Regions from separate parts of the Mus musculus genome. Here region 2 is linked to region 1. A link is a contact called in public promoter capture Hi-C data. All regions are on one chromosome and are shown on one strand. The core of a region is the stretch at or near the end of the contact, and the rest is flanking DNA. Distances in the headings are between cores, read along the strand shown.

The links. Promoter capture Hi-C pulls out the DNA fragments that hold promoters and counts their contacts.
Region 2: a promoter capture Hi-C map of hippocampal neurons shows a contact between it and region 1, with 5 times the contacts expected there. The contact joins the promoter of Arntl here to the enhancer-like site in region 1. A contact is called at or near these places in 4 of 39 promoter capture datasets (the 3T3-L1 cell line, 3T3-L1-derived adipocytes, embryonic stem cells and 1 more), 2 of 484 Hi-C or Micro-C datasets (cerebral cortex and cortical neurons), 11 of 115 datasets of contacts at active chromatin or transcription factors (a beta-TC-6 cell line, cardiomyocytes, craniofacial prominence and 4 more) and 2 of 9 other capture datasets (adipose tissue and embryonic stem cells).

Annotation. Positions count from the first base shown.
Region 1 is chr7:112,914,257-112,917,355 of GRCm38.p6, reverse strand. No RefSeq gene overlaps it. Among named protein-coding and RNA genes, the nearest start is that of Rassf10, 38 kb to the left of the region's middle. Within about 2 kb of position 1,610, at least 10 of the 459 cell types and tissues checked have an H3K27ac peak or open chromatin away from gene starts, as enhancers often do. A contact at or near this core is called in forebrain and hippocampal neurons, where this site is marked.
Region 2 is chr7:113,205,833-113,208,931 of GRCm38.p6, reverse strand. It overlaps Arntl (aryl hydrocarbon receptor nuclear translocator-like), which reads right to left and starts at 1,467. Exons shown (of 20, transcript NM_007489.4): 1 at 1,288-1,467.

The DNA.
Region 1 (3,099 bases), core at 361-2,860:
GCTACTGCTGGGACTGGTGAAAAGCAGCCATCATTTTGGTCCCTGAAACAGAAGGTTGCATTCAGAACGATGACAGCTGACAGACCAGGAAGGTTGGGAGCCTGAGACACCCTGTCCCCAGCCCTCTCTAAATGCTACCCAATCCTGCCGCTGGCTGACCCCTGAACCGAGCATGCTCAGGAAGAGAGGAAGCGTCTCAGCTAAGGACAAAAACACCTTAGAAAGAAGCCACTGCTACAAAATAAGGCTAGTTGGAATTCAGTGGAGAAAGCCCCAGTGAAGGTGGGCATGAAGGTGCAGCATCCCAGGAGCAGAGGGGAATTGCAACAAGTGAGCTGGGCTGCACAGGAGTTCCAGGTCAGCAGGGTCAGATCCTGTGTTAAAAGTAAGGGGTGCAGACAGACACTTTTATTGTGAAGGGAGAGGCAAACTGTCTAAATTTGCAGATGACAAGGTCCTATAATTCTTTACAAAAAGCTATTCAACTTAATAAACAATTTTACAAATGGTGGATACAGAGTCAGGCCACAAGTCGAATGAATTCCCATGTATTCACATGGGTAGATTAAAATGAGGTTTCAAGAAGAAAAAGGAAGAGGAGGAGGAAGGAGGAGGAGGGGGGAGTGGAAGAGGAGGAGGAAAGTGGAGAAGAAGGAGGTGGAGGGAGGTGGAAGAGGGGAGAGGAGGAGGAGGAGGGAGGAGGAGGAGGAGGGGGAGGAGGAGGGGGGAGGAGGAGGAGGAGGGGGAGGAGGAGAGGAATCACATCTTTTAAAAAGATAAAACAGGCTTTATTGTGATTTAAGGCTTTTGCTCCTCAAATGGTCAAGCTAAGAAACTGCAAGGCAAGCCAGAGAAGGAGAAAAGATTGGCAAGGCATCTATGCAAAAACAGGCTTGTATCCAGACTATATCAAACCCTCCCAAGACTCAATGACTAAAAGAAATAAATATGAGGAAAAGATTCGAGGGGGTCACTTCCTAAGATAAACGAGTAGCTAAGGGGCACATGGAGAGCACTGGGTCTCACTAGGTCATCCAGGAAGTTCAAGTTAAAACCACAAAGAGATGCTATTATGTACCTATCAGAAGGCTAAATGGTGAAGAATGACAACTACCAATTCCAAAGGCGGCATCCATGGCTGGAGGCCATGGGGAATGGCACAGTTGTGTGGAGAAATAAAGGGACAAGCTCTTACAAAGACACAATTGCCAATGACTCAATGACATGTCCACAAAAAGGCTCAGCACAGACACTTCTCACAGCAGCAGGATACACTAAAGCCCAAAAGTTGGGAACAACTCAAATGCCTGTCAGCTGGGATTCAACAGTGGTGCATGTGCGCTTTGGGACACTACTGTTGGCAATGAAAAGGCAATGAACTACTTACTGCTTTTAGAAATATCATTGATGACACTGAAACACATTATTGGGAGTGAAAGGAAGCGAACAGAAAGGACTGCATGCCGCATGCCACCGATTACGTGAACTCCCAGAAAAGCCAAAAGTAGAAGAACAGAGCACAAACTAGTGCTTGCCTGCCTGAGCCTGGCTGTCATGGGGAGGGGATGGCTTGAAGAGAAGTGGGAAGCTCTAGGTGTAGGTGGTGCATATGTGCTGTACTTTATGTGGTGACAGTTATGCAACTGAGTGCAATTTTCCAAACTCATTGTTTACTTCTAATGAGAGCAAATTACACTTTTAAAAGGCTGGATTTAAAGACAGACAGCATGAGCTGGGTGGTGGCTCAGTGGGTAAAGGCATCTTTGTAAAAGCCAGGATTGGTGGCACCATCTTTAACCCCCGCGCTTTGTGGGGTGGAGGTGGAAAGAGGAGGCTCCCCAGAGCTGGCTGGCCAGGGAGCTCCTGGGTCAGTGAAAGACCCTGACTCAAAAAATAAGGTGGAAAACAACAAAGGAAGACACCCAGTGTCAACTTCTGGCCACTGTGTGCATGTATGGATATGTGTGCTCATATACATTAGTGCATGAATGCACACATTAATTGATTAGTAAACAAGATCACAGCAAGGAGTTCTTCCTCATAGTTACAATATATGGGGTTCAAATATGCATGTCCTTTATACTTGCATAATGGTCCATTGTGCCAATAAATAGTTAATGAGGATGGAGAAATGACTCAGAGGTTGGGAGTAGATTGCAAAGAACCCTAGTTTGGTCCTAGTACTCCTGTTGGCTCAAGAACTCCCTGTAACTCCAGACCCAGGAGATCTGATGTCCTCTTCTGTCTTTCATAGGCACTGCCTTCTCATGGTGAAAGAGGCATCTCCTTTCTCTAGACTGAAGAGAACAGAGAAGAACAGAGCAATGAAGGAGCTAAAGATGGGGGGAATCCTATGCCTTCCCCATCAGAGGCTGGGACTTGTGCTGTATAAGGGAGGGAGTGCCTGCATCTTGCCATTAGAGCATGCACTCTCCACTCACAAAGCCCAAGTGTGCACTTGCCCATTTTTCAGGGCATTGTTAAAAAATGGCAAAGCAGGGAGAAAAGATGGATTGAAATGGCAAGAACATCAACTAATAATTGATACATTCTCCTAACTTGTTCTTCCTCTCCAAGAGTTCATGAGTCATTTTTTTATTCTGATTTGGTTTTTTTGGTTTTTGTCTGTTTGGTTTTCCGAGACAGGGTTTCTCTGTGTAGCCCTGGCTGTCCTGGAACTGTCCAGACCAGGGTGGCCTCAAACTCAGAGATCCTCCTGTCTTTGTCTCCCAAGTGCTGGGATTAAAGATGTACCAACACTGCCCGGCCGATTCTCTGATTTCTATGCTACACACGTGAGGAGCAGATAGGGAACTCCTGAATTTTTATTTTCCAGGGATTTAATCCACAGGCTTATTGGGTGGAATTGATGATTTCAGCTCAAGAGTATCTTCAGCTTTTTATTGATTTATGTTATTAAAACTTTTGTTGTTGTTTTTCAAGACAGGGTTTCTCTATGTAGCCCTAGTTATCCTGTAACTAGCTTTGTAGACCAGGCTAGCTTCAATCTCACTGACTGAGATCTACATGCCTCTACACCGCCCCCCCCCCAAACACTGGGATGAGAGATATGCCTTCATAATTTAAAAGAAATGGTTC
Region 2 (3,099 bases), core at 218-2,717, 290 kb before region 1:
GTTTTCCTGGACATAAAAACAAAACCCACAACGAAGATCTTGGCAATACTGGTACTGTCAAAAAGTAATTGGTCGTGATTACAGTCTCTGATTTTTGGAAGTTAGGTGAGAAAACTTGATTAATGATTTCTTACTTTAAAAGTAGCAACTTAAGACAGGAGAGGAGCCAGATCTCAAGGGGTCAGAGGGTCAAAACTAGGCTAAATGTAGGGAAAGGACTGGAGAAGGTGCACCCCGAACAGGTAAGGGGCGATCATGTCAGCTTGGCCAGCGCAACTCTGACAGACACACACACCGGTGTCCAACGCACTCATTTCCGAACACAACCCGCTACGCGACCCCGGGGATGGCTTCCATGTGCGCCCCGAGTCTGCCTAAAATTCTATCTTTGACTTCTCCCTGCAAACCCGAGCACCCCAAGCTGTCTACACTGGGGTAATCTCCAGTGGAAACCTTCCTCTTCCCCGATTATCTGTCAAACCCGCATCGGAGTGAAGCCTCTGCTGCGCACTCCTTGGGTCTCTGACGCCTACCGGGCACAGGGCACAGTCCCCACGCCATCGGGTACCTACTCCCAGACCCAACGGGGAAGACACATCCTCCAGGACCACCCAGGTACCGGACAGCGCAGGCCCGACGGCTGTCCGTGGGCCTGGTCCAAGCCAGCCAGGGGATTCCCGGGGTCCGCGCCAGCCCCAAGACAGGCCATAGGGACGTACCAGTACGGACTCCCCGACTTGACGGAGACGCCCTCCCCGCCCCCACCCGGCTCCCGAGGGAGAAGTGTAGAAGGGTTGACCAGGCAAGCGCCGCATAGCATCGTTCTGCCCGCGTCCCGGCCATCTCCTCGGGGATCCAGAAGCTCCCGGGGATGTATCCCGGAGCTCTTCCCAGGTTCGGGTCATTGCTGCCACCCGGTACTGCTGTCTCTTTAAGAGGCCGCTGGCCGCCCCCTCCCGAGCCAGGTGGTGATGCCCGCGCGGGGAAGGTGGGCGCACCCGCTGACAGCGTCCCAGGGTCCCCCCAGTCCTCCCCCGCCCGCTGTGCAGCCCAGGCGGGGAAGATGGGGGTGCGCGGGAGCGGCGCCTTTAAGGGGCGCAGCCTCCCCGAGGCTAGGTGGGGGCTGGGAGCCGCACGGGCCCTTTAAGGCCGGCAGCGGGCACGTCGGGCAGGGCTCCCGGCGGCCCGGCTGCGCCGCGGGCGGGGGCGGTGCGCCCGCCCGGGAACTCGCGACCCCCGACGGGACGCCCCGAGACGGCTGCTGCCCGCAGCCATGCCGACACTCACCGTGGCTCGCTGCGAGCGCCCGCGCCCGCACCCGCACTCGGATCCCGCGGCGGCGGCGGCGGCAAGTCCGGCGCGGGTAAACAGGCACCTCCGTCCCTGACCTACTTTCTGCCTTCCCTAAATGTCGCACCACTAACCTACTTTCCGACCAATCCGCTCCCCGCCGGCCCAGGCCCGGCCCCCCGCCCACCAATCGCTGTGCCCAACCCCCCTTCCCCGCCCACCAATGGAGGAGCCGCGCAGCCCGGATACCTGCCTCTTCCCGTTAGCCAATCAGAGAGAGCGAACGGAGTTGTCTTGGCGGACAACCCAAACCAATTCGCGTTCTGCTCTGCGTTAGGCTAGCCAATCGAGTGACCGATAGGAAAGCCTCTGACCAATGGCAAGACGGCAGGGCTGGTTTACCTGCTACTTTCCCTTCACCAATCATTTGGCGCACAGAAGCACACGCCCCGAGGAGTGGACCAATTGGCACGCTCTGTGGATTTCTTGCCCCAGCCCTCGGTTTTCCCCCTCAGGTCTAAAGCTCGCTGAGGCCACTGCGTTGCGGACTCTGCGAGCTCGCCGTTGTCCCCTGCTCCTCAGCCGCGTCCCTGGCTAGTGACTGCCTCTCAGCTCTCCCTCCTCCTCCGTCCCCTTCCTGGCTCGCAGAACACTGAGAAAACGCCGCATCTCTTCGCCCATCCCTCTCCAGCTCCATCTAGGAAACCACATTTTAGGAACACAGAGTGACAGAACCTTCCTGAAACCCCTGGCTTGTCCTAGTCGGAACCACAGCGCTAATAGCTAGCGCATTTAGAAGACTTTTCCTTCCGACGACTAACCGGATCGCGCGTTCTTTTTTTTTTTTTTTTTTTTTTTCTCTTGACCTCCAAGCGTCCAGTGGAGCTGTCATTCCCGATCGGAAGAGAAGTCTCCCGGGGGTGGTGGCGTAGTCTGTAATTCCAACCCTCAAGAAGCTGAGGCAGGGGCATAATCGCGAGTACTGAGCTAGCCGGGGCCACAGGGTGAGACCTGAGCAAGATTCTATTACATGTTATGGACATGGCCCTAGCAAATGTACTTTGCAAAAGTATCAAAGGAGCGGGAAAGAAAGAAAAGTTGCAAAGTTGTTTGTTTGGGTGGTTAGTTGTTCTGTTGTAGCCCTAGCTATCCTGGAACTCCTGTAGATCATCAAGCTGGCTTTGAATCCAATTCACAGAGATCCGCCTGCTTTTGCCTCCCGAGGCACCACCTGCTCAGAGATTTATTTATTTATTTTTAAAGAAAGAGACAGAGAGAGGGGAGGAAGAGGAGGGAGGGAGAAATAGAGAGAGAGGGGGAGAGGGAAAGAAGTTGTCTTGTTTCTACCTTCAAACAACTGGCAAACCTTCTAAATGTTAAACTTCCTGATAGCAAGGCCACTTCGTCCTTTTTGAACCATGTGTGCTCCCTCCCCTTTAGCATGTGCTGGAGGGGCCTGGGTGGGGTGTTGGGGATAGGGCTGACACCCAGAAAGTACTCTGCAAATGTGGGCTGGATCCATGAACAAATGGGATCAAAACACTCGACTCACTTATGTGAAGTGGACCAGCTCGTGTGACTATAGAATGAATTCTAGACAGGCAGGTTCCTGGGACACAAGGCAGCATTTCAATGCTTATAAAGCCATGACCCATGTCCAGCCCTTTGCAAGGCACACAGCCTTGGTTGAAATGTGAATTGGCTTCAAGACCAAAGAACTTCATGGGTAACTTCCCACTTCCCCTGAGTTTCAAAGCAGATTTATTCTTTCTCTGTCCTGTTCTGTGAAGGAATCTCTCTGTGTAGATG